Regions from separate parts of the Bos taurus genome. Here region 2 is linked to region 1. The links are chromatin contacts, called in public Hi-C maps. All regions are on one chromosome and are shown on one strand. Each heading gives the region's core, a stretch centred on a gene start, on an enhancer-like site or on the middle of the called end of the contact. The rest is flanking DNA. Distances are from core to core; before and after follow the strand shown. Region 1 overlaps RAI1 (retinoic acid induced 1). Region 2 holds the start of RAI1 (retinoic acid induced 1).

What was found. A called contact is a pair of places that touch in the nucleus more often than the background predicts.
Region 2: a Hi-C map of liver shows a contact between it and region 1, with 2.7 times the contacts expected there. The contact joins the promoter of RAI1 here to the enhancer-like site in region 1. A contact is called at or near these places in 2 of 11 Hi-C or Micro-C datasets (liver and an unstated tissue).

What each region holds. Positions count from the first base shown.
Region 1 is chr19:34,693,318-34,699,728 of ARS-UCD2.0, reverse strand. All of the region lies in intron 1 of RAI1 (retinoic acid induced 1), which reads left to right. Among named protein-coding and RNA genes, the nearest start is that of TRNAE-CUC, 26 kb to the right of the region's middle. Within about 2 kb of position 3,633, at least 24 of the 102 cell types and tissues checked have an H3K27ac peak or open chromatin away from gene starts, as enhancers often do. A contact at or near this core is called in liver, where this site is marked.
Region 2 is chr19:34,750,057-34,756,447 of ARS-UCD2.0, reverse strand. RAI1 (retinoic acid induced 1) reads left to right here and starts at 3,234. Exons shown (of 5, transcript XM_059878340.1): 1 at 3,234-3,640.

The DNA of each region.
Region 1 (6,411 bases), core at 2,384-4,883:
GGGTAGAGTGGACTGGCCCCCCTCCATGGACGCCGCCATCAGTGCAGCTTAGAGGGGTGAGTGAGGGCCTGGGCCGAGGTCAGGACTGCTCTGGGCAGGGGACTGCCTGGCAGCCTGGTCCGAGCGTGGAGGCTGAGAATCCTGGAGTCCTGGGGCACTTGAGAGGCCTGTCCTCTCACCTTCCAGGGCAAGACAGAGGAGGCTGCTGTTGGGCCTGTGCCATTCAACGCTTCTTTCAACTTCTTTGTCTGACACTGACTGAGGGGCCTGGCACCCGCCAGGGAAGACACAGCCTACTGGGGCTGGGGCAGAAGCCAGACAAATCATTGTCATCCCGTGGGGTGTCAGGCCAGGGGATACCCTAGGAGTGAGGGACCAGCAAAAAGGCTTAAACCAATACAGGAGGTGTGATCCGGGAAGGCTTCCTGGAAGAGGTGGAGGTGTGATCGGGGAAGGCTTCCTGGAAGAGGTGCTGCTGCAAGAAGTTGGTTGTTTTTTTTTTTTTTGCAGGGGGTGGGGAACTTTTAAAATGACAATTGCGATGGCCAAAAAGCTTATTCGGGGTTGCCCAGGGAAACAGAATGAACTTTCTGGCCAACCCAGTACTTGGTGCTGTTTGCTGTCAGGTGCTTTTCACATACGTTGTCGTGTTTAATTTGCACCAACACCAACAACCCTGTGAGGTAAGAAATAGCGTCCACATGTTCTCAGTGAGTAAGCCATGGCTTAGAGGGGAAGTTGCTCGGCCAGCTCGCTCAGCCAGGTTTAGAACTCCGAGTGGCTCTTAGAAAGATGATAGGAAAGGTGGAAAGGGATGGGAGGTAAGCCTGGCATGCCTGGCAGAAGAAACAGTGAGTGCAGAAGCATGGCTGAGGAGCAGCTGTGGCACAGAGGCAGGCTGGGGTCCTGGGAGCCTGGGTGCTGGCAGCAGAGAGCTGGGGAGCCCAGCAGGTATGTGAGGGTGGGAGGCTCTGGGCGGACCTCCCCGCCTGCCTGGCAGCAAGCACACCTCCCAGACCTGCCGTGTCCTTCCTGCCCCTGATCTCAGGAGACAGCAGCCAGGCTGGCATGGGGCAGCGAGGACATGCCCGAGACATCAGCCCCCCGGGACCTCCCAGACCTCTCCCTAGACTCTGCTGCCCATCCCCTGTCCAGAAGGAGGCTGAATGGCTGCCAGCATCTGCCCGTCAGCAGAGTTCCCGCTCTCAGCACCAGCTCCCTGAGCTGCCTCCAGGGACGGTCTCACCCGCCTCCCTAGAGAGCCAGCACTTCCGCTGCTGCCTGATAGCACTAGTGGCTGGAGACGCTCCTTGAAGTTTAGCCTGTGTGGCAGGAGCCTTAATAGCAGCAGCCCTGCCCCCTTGACCAGCTCTGCCTACCTCCTGAGCCATGTCCCTGCACCGTGCAGCCGCAGGCAGAGACCTTCCTCCCTCTCTGGGTGATGTCGGGATGAAAGGGCATCCAGGGACATTGCAAGTGGCTTTCTCTCCCCTGAAATCCAGAGATTCCCTGTAAGACCATGTTATTAGCACCATGTCCATTTTAGAGATGAGAAAACTGAGGCTCAGAACTGGGAGATGATGGGAGTCAAACCACTTTGGCCGCTTCCTTCCCCACCTGGGTTCCTGGAAGTGGATCGTGTTCCTCAGGCGGAAGGGCTCCCACCCCTGCAGCCTCTCCCTTTTGCTCCCCTCTCCTTGAGACCCCATCTCAGGGAAGTCTTTCTGTCCCCAGCTCCCTGCTCTAAGCACTTGCTGAGCACAGCCTTTGTTGACTAGGGAGCTCCACAGTGGTGTCCCCAATACCCTCATGATATGTATTGAAGAGGAAATGGGTGAGTGGATCCCCAAGCTAGTTAGCGTGAGACTGGTTGTAGTAACATACAAGCCCAAACATTTCCAGGAGTCCAAGAGTTTCTGGTCAGCAGGTGGTGACGTGGCCCCGCCTTTCCCTGTGGCCTGGGCTTGGTCCCCCATCTGGATGGGGCACCTCTCCAGCGCTCACGTGCCATTGGCTGGAACTCAGTCCTATGCCCATCCCTCATTGCAGGAGAGGCCAGGAGATGCAGTCCAGCTATGGCTCCAGGAAGAGGACACAGGGTTTGTTGACTTCATCAGTGCAGTTTTCACAGTGTTACTATTGACCCTGTTTACACACTAGGAGCCTGAGGCTCATGTGACCTGTTAGGGCCAGAGCTGGCTCAAGGACCCACATTGTCAAGTGCTGCCCTGCCCTGCTTCATCCTAAAGGCCGCCTGTCCAAAGGATCTGGCTGACGCTCTCACCCCGAGTCTTGACACACCAGACACGTGGCCATTTAAGGAGGCAGCTGTGTGCAGCCTGGGCCATAGGTACTGGCTTCCCCTTTTCCTCATCTTGTGAGGGTTTGTCCTCGCCTGGGGTGGGGGGGTGGTACAGGGGACATCTTAGCTGTGTGTGTTTGGATGGCTTCTGCTTGTTCCTGAGTCACCAGCTCTGGGCCCTTTGGGGGCGCCTGTGCATGGAGGCTAGAGCAGAACCCACCCTTCCACATCGGGGAAGGTGCACACGTGCTGCTAACCATTGGCCATCAGCTTCAAGGTCTGTCTTCCCTGCCTGTTATGACTTCAAGTGCTTTTGCTGGCCTTTCTGTCACTTGGCAGCCACCCCCTGCCTGCCACCCATGCAGAGAAAGGACAGAGGACCCACGGGAACGTGGGAGGGTGTCGGTCAGGGTCCGAGAGGGTCTGTATAGGGGATAGTTCCTGGGCTTCCTGGAGGAGGTGACATTTGGTCAGGCCTTGAGGGCTAAGGCGGGTGAGAGCTGGAAGGGCGTTCCAGGCAGAGGGAACAGCTTATGCAAAGGCTGGCAGAACCCCAGAGCTTGGTCTGCTGCCCAGACCAGTGACCCAGGTGTTTCCAACCTGAGCTGAGGGAGTGTCTTCTGGTCCTGGAGGGAGGAGAAACAGAAGGACAGCAGGAAAGGAAGGAGGGGAAGGAGTGGGCACTGGCTGAGGAAGCACCTGTCTGGGCCTGTGCTGGCACCTCTCGGCTGGTCCCTGTCCTCCGGTTCTCAGCTACGCACGCGGGGCCTCCTTGCTCTCTGGCCGGCTGGTGACGCTCAGGGCCTTCGGGCTGGCTGCCCCTCTCTCCACCGCCACAGGGCCTGTTCCTCCCCCGAGCCTTCCCTCAAGTGTCACCCGTGTGGGACTGCGGGGCCTGACAGTCCCCGCTTACTCCAATCTGTTTTCCCCAAAGAGGTGCTTAGTCACTTGGTCTTGTAATTTACTTATGTCTTTGCTCATTGGCTGCCTCCCTTCTGCACTCTCTCCCGATTTTGAGTCTGGCCTGTTCAGTGGCGATCTTTAGCCTCTGAACATAGTAGGCACTCAATAAATGTTGAATTAATGAGCGAATTCAGCCTTGGGCAAAACGTGAAGTTGTAACTCAGCCGCAACAGCAGAGGGCTGAGCGGGCCGCGGGCGGGACCCCTACCGGCCCCGGGCTCGCGGGCGCGTCCCCGGCTGCGCGCGGGGCGGTGTGAGGGCGCCGGTAGTCATGGTTACAGCGCCCGGGCCTGTGTGGGTTTCTGGCCTTTTGTGTTCGCACAGGCCTCGCCCCCATGTGGTCGCCACCCCTGATTGGCCGGCATGATGCGGAGGGGCGGGAGTATCCCGGGCCCGGAAGTGGGCGGGGCGCTCTGCCCCTCTGGCGCGCGCGCGGCTGGGATGGGCGTGGCTTCCGGAAAGGCTGCAGAGGTTGGGGGGGGGCGGGGGGCGTGTTGATGGAGGTAGTGAGCGTGGGCCGCGATCCGAACAAAGGCAGCCTCGGCCCAGCTCTGACTCTGGTCGTTTTTTCTCGTCCTAGGGGTCTGGCATTGAAAGGGCCGACTCCTTATCCTGGTCTGTGCACTTGATGGTCCGCTCCGCCGACCCGGCCCCCTTCCTGCCACAGGGCCTTTGCACGTGCGCTGTCTGTTCCAGGATTCTAAGTCATTTTTCCTGGCCACCCCTCACCCATCCTGGGCAAGCTTTCCACACAGACCACGTGTCTGCTCTGCTTTAGATGTCTCCGGTGCGGTTGTACCTTTAATTGTGCGTCTCCCTCCCATACCCAGCTGCCATCCAGGCAGGGCCTACATGTGACCTGGCACACAGTAGGTGCTCAATTTATACTTTTGAATGAATCCATTCATCTGGCTGCCCCCAAGGCCTCCTTGGCAGGCCAAGTGCTGGACACTGGGACTCAAGAGGAGAAACAGACGCCCCTTGACTCCAAAGACACAGAAGGGTTTATGTCCAAGGCCAGACTGCGGGGTGAGTGGCTGGACCCTGGGCTGGAGAAGCCTGGTTTGGTGTGTGTCTGCCGTCAATGGTCCCCTGTTCTGGCCACATGGAGAGCCATAGGGCCTCCCTGCCTCAAGAGGCAAGCGTGGTACAGAAATGGGCTGGTGAGGGTTACTCAGGGGACACCTTGGGTACAGAGACCCTGGGAGGCCTAGGGTCCACTCACTCTGCCCGGAGTGGGGGTGACAGAACTCTGTAGCCTCTGCTCCGGGCACTGCCACTGCTCTACACACTGCAGTGAACACTGCTGTGCTCACACACTGCTGTGCTCACATTGCTGTACACAGATCCACCTTTTGGGGTTTGGATGAGGTGTAGACATTGTTCCCCACCAATACCAAAAGAAAAAGTACCATGCCCTGCAAAGCCAGTAGTAGCAGAGTATTAAACCAGAGCTTCTGGAGCATTGGTTTGATCCAAACCTTGGAGTTTGTACCACAACGGATTCCTGGGCTCAGGCCACCCCTAAACCACAGATCTTAAGGGAAGCAACCCAGAATCTGCCCTTTTCAAGCCTGTGTGGTTTTAGTGTTTGAGAAACAGAATGTCAAATATTTGTGTCTCCAGACTCTACTGAGACCTCTGTCTCACACTTCATCCCAGACCCTGGGCCCAGTCCAGGTCTTAACTACAGGGCCTCTGCACACTATAGGAATTGGAAAATACTCTTATTTTCCTTAGAAAAATGTGCTCGTGCATGCACAGATACACACAATTTGCATTTGATTTCAGGCAGTTCTCACACCTGGGCTGAGTGGTCTGAAAGGCTGGGGAGACCTGTTTGGGAAAAGGTCTCCATGCTGGCACTCCCCTGAACCTAGGGCCAAAGTGTGCAGTTGTATAGGTTGTATACTGCACAAGAGTGCCCAGCAGAAATCCAGCCTGCATTCCACTGGACAAGCTGTGCAGCCTGGCACCTAGAGTGTCTTCTCTTATCTTGTGCATACGTAACATATGGCCTGCCCCCAACTCCTATCCTTGCCCTCCTGCCTCTCGTGATAACTCAGGTTAGGAGCAACAACCAAGTGACAGAAATTATGCCCATTATCACTGATTAGCTGGCTTTTGTAAATTCCATCGTTAAAGGCATGACAAATGACCTGGCAGCCCTCACATGCTGACGCTTGGTTCCTGGTGCTCCTAGAGTCCTGAGCTTGTGTTGTGTAGTGGCTGGGGCTGCCCACAGGTCTCGCTTGGGGTAGGAAGATGGTTAATGAAGTTGACCTCTCAGAGAGTGGGGGAGAAGATGAGTCAATATTTCTTTAGTTGACATGAGTGATTCATTGGGTCCATTTTATGGGTCAGGAAAACTGAAGCTCAGGGAGCTAATCATTTGAAGTGGAGAAGGCCCACCTCTCTGGGGAGACTTAATGAACAGAAGCTTTGCAGTAGGACAGGGAGGAGGTCAAGGACGGGGAGAGGAAGTAGACAAAGCCACACCCCACAGCACCTCACATCATGCAGCTGACCAGTCTAAGTGACGCCACCTCCTGGAGGCCTGGGCTGGCTAGAGGCCTCTGGGCTCACACAGCCTGGGCTTTTCCATCACAGTGCTGTCACCCTGGTTTGGTGACCTGTTTATGCAGCATGTCCCCACAGCCTGGCAGCACCCAGTTCTGGGCTGTCAGCCCTAGACACGGGGCAGGGCACACCGTGTGCATGATTGTGAATGATGAGTGGCCAGTTAAATGGGCTCTCGGCTCCTCACAGCTTTGCTCCTAGCCCACCACAGGCCCTAGCCTGAAATGGGGTCGGGGAGGCTGGGAAGCCTGGGTGTTGGCAGCTGGTGCAGAGAGGAGGGTTGCAGGCTTGGAGTGGACCAGGGGAGTCAGCACTCGAGCCCACTCAAGAGTGAGCTGGAATTTCCTGTTTGCCAAGGCCAAGCCTGCAGGCCACCTTTGCTGCCCTGCCCTCCAGCTCAGCCTGGCTGGAGGGCGGCTGGCAGAGCCCAGCAGTGAAGCTCCGGAGAACAGAGGCTGCTAGACGCTGAAGCAGAGGTCCCTATGCAGGGATCTTTCTCCACTGAAGATCCTCGGGCCCTGAGAGGAGCGATGCCCTTCCCACCCACAGGCTGGACAGAGTCCCCT
Region 2 (6,391 bases), core at 1,985-4,484, 57 kb before region 1:
ATTAAAACAAGCTGGCAGCCTGGATCCCACCTTGGAGCTGCAAGTTCAATACCTTAGTACTAACACTGTCTTTACTGTGTGTCTGTGTTGGGTCCACACCTGTCGTACCTCCCACCTGCATCCCATGAAGGATGATGAGCAGCTTCTCAGCAGAAATCTCCCCAGGGGCTGGCTCTGCTGACTGACCCCTAATGGTGCCCACAGCAGTCTGAGCCCTCCCCTGCTCAGAAGCCTCCCCTCTCTAAATTAGGCTACCCAGCCTTCTGAAGAGACCTAAGGAACACTCTCCAGATCTCAGCTGGCCGGTCATGTCCTCCAGGAAGCCTTCCCTGAATTCCTCAATTAAGCCTTCGCTGAATTCCTCAGCTCATGACACTTCGTAACTGGGCTCCAGAGCGCATGTTTCACAGGTGGCTTTTACATGGCAACCCAGAACCTAACCTAGTGTCTGACCCACAGTGGGCACTCAATTAACATCCATGGGAGAGGTGAACAAACTCACCTGCTATTGACCTTGGATGAGGGATTTACCTCTCTGAGCAATTCTTTGACCTGTAAAATGAGTTGTCATGAGGAAGCATTGAGAGGATGCATGGAGTGTGAGGCTGACCACTGGCTCACAAAGATATCCGGGTCCCAATACCTGGAACTTATGTGGCAAAAAGGGTGTTGGGGTGGAGGGTCCTTATGCGTGTATGCTAAGCCACTTCACTCGTGTCTGACTCTTTGGGACCCCAGGGACTATAGGCTGCCAGGCTCCTCTGTCTGTGGGATTCTCCAGGCAAGAATACTGGAGTGGCTGGCCATGCCCTCCTCCAGGGGATCTTCCTGACCCAGGGATTGAACCTGCATTTTCTGTGTCTCCTGCATTGCAGGCAGATTCTTTACCCACTGAGCCACCAGGGAAGCCCTGGAGGGTCCTTGTAGATGTGATTAAATTAAGGATGTGTTAAATCCAGGATGGAAGAGTCTCCTGGACTTTCCAGACGGCCCACTGGAATCACAAGTTCGAGTAAGAAGAGACAAGAAGGTCAGGAGAGGAAGTAGGAGACGTGGCAACAGGAGCAATGACTTCCTGTGTGTTCTGGCTCCTGGAGGGCAGGCACCGAGGGGGCAGGACAAGCAGGTGGCCTCCAGAAGCCAGAACAGGCAAGGGAGAATAGCACTGAAACATGCATATTATCATATGTGAAATATATCGCCAGTCCAGGTTCGATGCATGAGACAGGGTACTCAGGGCTTGTGCACTGGGATGACCCTGAGTGACGAGATGGGGAGGGAGGTGGGGGGGGGTTCAGGGTGGGGAACACATGTACACCCATGGCTGATTCATGTCAATGTATGGCAAAAACCACTACAATATTGTCAAGTAATTAGCCTCCAATTAAAATACATTAATTAATTTAAACAAAAAAGAAGAGGCAAGGGATGTTCCACCTGGAACCTCCAGGGTGCATCCCTTCTGACACCTTGCTTTCAGCCCGCTGATGCTGATTCTGGACATCTGCCCTCCAGAGCTGTAAAGAATAAACCAGGGTTGTCTTAAGCCACTACATGTGTGGTCATTTGTCACAGCAGCCCAAGGAAACAGCCACAGAAGGCACCTGGAGCACGACGGTTGCTCTCAGAATGGCAGCAGTTAGTGCCCAGACTGCCCCATCCCCTCCTCCCCCGGGACACCCCTCTTCTCACCTTCCTCCAAGGTCCCTACTGCCAGGCCTTCCCTGGGTTCTCCCTGGGCAGGTGAGGGCAGGGAGGGCAGGGGCTAGGAGCCCCTGGACGTACAGAAGCCCCGTCCCCACACCTCCCCCCCCCACCCCCAGCTTGTGACAGAAAGCACTTCTAACAGAATTCACAGCCTCCAGGCTCCAGGCTTGATGCTCCACACACCTACCTCCTTTAGCCCTCAGAAACCCCAGGAAGTAGGTACTACTATTGCCTCCATTTTACAGATGAGGAAACTCACTCAGCAAATTTGTTTTTTTCCAAACCCTCCCAGCTGGGCGCAGAGCAACCAGACTTAGAAATTGGGTCTGTCTCCCCCAGAATCTGTGCTGAAAACTGCAGTGTCCATCGTCTGATCCTGATTCTGTCCGGCTCCTACCCTCGCCCTGGGCAGTGGGTGGCTGAGCTGGTGGGAAGGGCTCTGGTGCAGGTCTTGCCTGGAACTTAGCTTGAGACCCTGGACAGAAGACCTCACTGCTGTGTGCCTCAGCTTCCTGTAAACAAAAGGGATGGGTCTGCCCCCCAGGGGGCTGCCAGGATCAGATGACAGGACATGCAGACAGGGGAACAGTCCACAGCATAAGGGCACCCTCCCCACCATGTGCTCTTACCTACAGGTGAGGAGGCCGAGTCCCCTGGGAACCTGAGGCCTTGATGACCCTCCTTCACCCACAGGACTAACAGACCCCAGAGGCTGGATGGGGGCTGGAGACCTTCTGCCTGACCTGGGTGAGTGGAGACCTGGGGTGGGGACTGCCAGGGGGTCTGTAGGGTCACAATAGGTTCACTCACCCATTCATTCAACATCCCTCTGCCCTGGCTCTGCCAATGGCACCAGGATTGTATCCGAATTCCCCACTAGGCTCAGGTAGCCCTGAAGACCCTGGTCCTCCCCAAGGCTCTGACTTCTGCTGCCCACCGCCTGTCCGCCTCCCCCCCCAACCCCGTCCCACCTGTCTCAGGGCCTTTGCACTTGCTCCTGAGGCTCCACATGGCGGGCTCCTTCCGCTCACAGCCAGCTAAGCAACCCCTGCCTCTCACTTCACCGAGTAGCCCTCACTGCTCCCGGGAATGGTCTTTCTCACATGTGCTCTGTCTCTGCCCACCAGGCCGCCAGCCCCAGGACGGCAGGGACCACTTGTCTCTGCTCACTCTGAACCCACCGAGGTGCCAGTGAGTGAAGAGAGCTCTGCGCGGTGGCGTCCTAGCTTAGAGGTCGGAACGTTTCCCAGACGGGGAAGGCGAGGTCACAGGGAGAGACGTGGTGGGTGAAGGCGGGGGCCTGGCCCCGGGACTCGGCTGGAGCTCGGAGCACTCGAGCGCCAGTGCCAGTCCACGTCCTCCGTCCGAGGTTCCGGCCCCGGCCCCCGCGTCCTTGTGGCCCCCTGGGGTCCCCCCGTCCAAACCCCCGCCCCAGGCCCTCAGCGGGCGCGGGCCGCCAGGGGGCGCTGTCGGGGCGCACGGCCCACCTGGCGCCCGGGCGGCGAGCGAGCGCGGCCAGGCGGCCGGGAACTTTTCTCCTCGCGCTCTCGCCGCCTTCTCCCCCCGCGCAGCGCCCGCCGCCCGCTCTTCCTGCGCGGAGGGGACCGCATTTCCCCGCGGCCCTGCGACGCCAGCAGGCCCGGAGGTGCGCGGCCAGGGCCTGGTCCCTGCGCCCCGGGCGCCGCCCCCGCCCGAGGCTGCGCTCGGAAGGCGAGGCGCGGAGCGAGGCGCGGCCGGGCGAGAGCGCGCCGAGCAGGCCGCCCAGTCCGCCGCCCGAGCGCCGGCGCGAGGAGGGGGCGCCGCGGCCCACCCTCCTTCCTGCCTGGCCGCGGGCCGGCCGGGCCGCCGCGCCCCGACCCCTATGGCCTCCCGGACCTCCGGGCCGCGAAGTCGCAGCGCCAGACCCCGGGCCCCCGAGTGAGCGCGCGCCGAGGTGAGCACCGAGGGCCGGGGCGGGGGCGCGGGGGCCGCGGGGAAGTCGCTTTGTGTGCGGGGGGCGCGAGGTCACCGGATGGCAGTCGGAGGAGCTGCGGCGGGGTGGGGGCGCCCCGCGCCGTGGGACGAGGGCCGGGGCTGGTGCGAGGCGGGGGCGCGAGGACTGTGCGCGTGCTTGTCCCCGGGGGTACCCCGAGCGGGGGGTAGGGACCGGGGCATTCGCGACGCGCCGGGACCGGAGGCGAGCTTTGTGAGGGCGTCCGGGTGGGGGGCGGGGAGCCGACTTCTCTGGGGGCCTCTGGGCCTATCGGGGCCCTGGCGTGGGAGCCGGGGCAGCGAGGGCCGTGATGGGGAGGGGCGGCGTGTGAGGCCCTCGGCGGAGCCCCGATCCGTGCTCCGACGCGGGCAGGGGCGCCCGGGCCTGTGCGCAGGCCGCGCCACCGGGCAGGAAGCGGCCCGGGAGGCCGGGGAGCTCCGTCTCGGCCAGGCCTGGGGCGCAGGGGCCTTTCGGGGTGACGTCACGGTGGGGGCTCCGGCCACGCGAGTCCCTGGACGGACGGCGGCGCACCACCGGCCAGGTCGTTGGGCCGGCGCCTGGGAGACAGGAGACCCAGAGGAGGACGCGAGGGCCGGGCGCAAGGCGGCGTCGCCAAATGCGGCGGGGGCGAGGGGGTGGCAGGACGCGGGGGTGACTTTGGAGCTTTGGTTGCCGGGGGCCGCCCAGGAGGGGCGGAGGGGAAGCGAAACACCACGCAGGCCCGAGGCCGTGGCGGCCCTAGCTTCCTGGGGCGCCCGTTTTCCCAGCGAGCGATTTCCCCTCCTGGGCTCTGGGTCGTCCTCAAATCCACACCCGGAGCCGGAGCGCGGCCCGAGTCGTGCCTGATCCGGGGAGCCCCCGACAGGGGCGGCGCTGGGACTCTGGCCCTGAATGAAGACGCCATCCGGAGTAACAATGCGCTTCTGGGGGGCTGGGGGAGGGGAGGCAGCACGCCTGAATGGCGACCCGGGCCTGGGCTTCCCAGGGTTTCCGCAGGCTCTCATCCGGGACCCACGCGGGACCCGCACGGTTCCCTCCACCCGCTCAACCCCCTGCCATTTGTCTTCCAACGCAGTGGCGTGTGGAGGATTCAAGGGCATTACATCTGGTTGCAATCCAGTTTCATGCCGCTGCTGGGCTGTTAAGACCTCGAGCTGACGTCAAAGCAGGGGAATTACTTCTTTTTATTTTATCTTTTTTTAGTTGTCTGCTGCCCTGGGAAGGGAGGCGGGGTGAGTTAGGCGAGCTCTGATGTGGAGGCGCCAGCGCCCTGGGAGCCTCGGGCTGGGGGCTCTGCTTCTCTGCCCGCACCAGATCCTCCATGCAGACCGACTCTGCCAGGGGTCAGGCCCACCCTGGGTGGGAGCGGCCCTCGCTGCAGACTCAGTGGAGGCCCCTCCCGACTGACCACACGGCTGCGTTTCCAGAGGCTTCCCTGGGACGTGGCCTCGCATCTGGAAACTGGCAAGGAATCTTTTAGTTTCCCACCCCGCCCCCCCACAGGAGCATCCGGGAGCGAGTCTTTAGGAGCAGTGGCCTTTTGGGTGACCCAGAGGGAGTGGACACAGACATTGTGGTTTGGGGAAGACCCTCACACTCAGAAGCCTTGGTTCCAGGATTGTGTGTCTGCGGGTGATCCAGAGCGGGCTGAGTGTGACCTTTCCAACAGCCAGGCACCCCGGCAGCTTCCTAAACACAGGGAGGTCACCCATTCTGCCACTTTGGACCAGGAGGCCTGTGCAGCAGGGCCCGGGCTGATTCCTCAGGCTCTTGGGTCTGGACTGCGGGTTCCAGGACCTCACCTGTGACCTGCAGTAAGAAACACATTTCAGGTCCCAGCTTCATTCATGCCCACTGTGTGTAACTGAAACGAAAGTTGAGTGAAATAGCTCTTTCCTCTGTTTTGTGCCCTGGTCTGATATTTTCTGTTCTAGTCTATTTGATTTTTTTTTTAAATTGCATTCTGTGACCCCTGAATTGATGTCACGATCCGCTAATGGGTCATACCCAGAGTTTGAAAAAACAGGCCTAGAAAATGAGTCTGCTTTCTAGTCATTCAACAAACATGAATTGAGGCCCTGACAGTGTCTCTCTTTTTGAATTACTCAGGTGACACATGGATTTGTTCTCATTGTGAAAAATGCAAATAACCCAGAGGTATATAGGGTAGAAGTGCCCCCAGTAACCCCAGTTAGCACTTTGAATGTGGTTTGCTGTTCACTTGTGCGTACACGTCTGACACACACAAACACAGAGCTTCCTCTTACCCCTATCTGGACCACGCCTCGCCTCGTGCTCTTCTCAGCTCCCCTTTCCCTTCCTGGGGTCATGCGGGGGTCATGGCAGGGGGAGCTCCAGGGGAAGGTGTTGGGTGATTCCTGGCTTTACCACATATTGAATGGGTTATTTATCTCTGTACCTCAGTGTCCCCATCTGTACAAAGAAGCTAATAACAGTTCCAGCCTCACTGGATTGTGGTGAAGCTTTAATGAGTCCACGCAACCCATGAATCTGAGAACAGTGTCTCTCCCAATAAACGCCAGCTGGCCTTGACACCGTTATTGTCACTACTGCCTTTCCATGGCCATCTGTGTTTGTACCTCATGCTTTAATAGTCACATGTGGCTGTGCGTGGATGTCTCTCCCCGCCCCCCGCCCCCAACATGTGGTTCAGCAGGCAGGACCAGGTGGAGCCCTGCAGGTTGGCAGTGT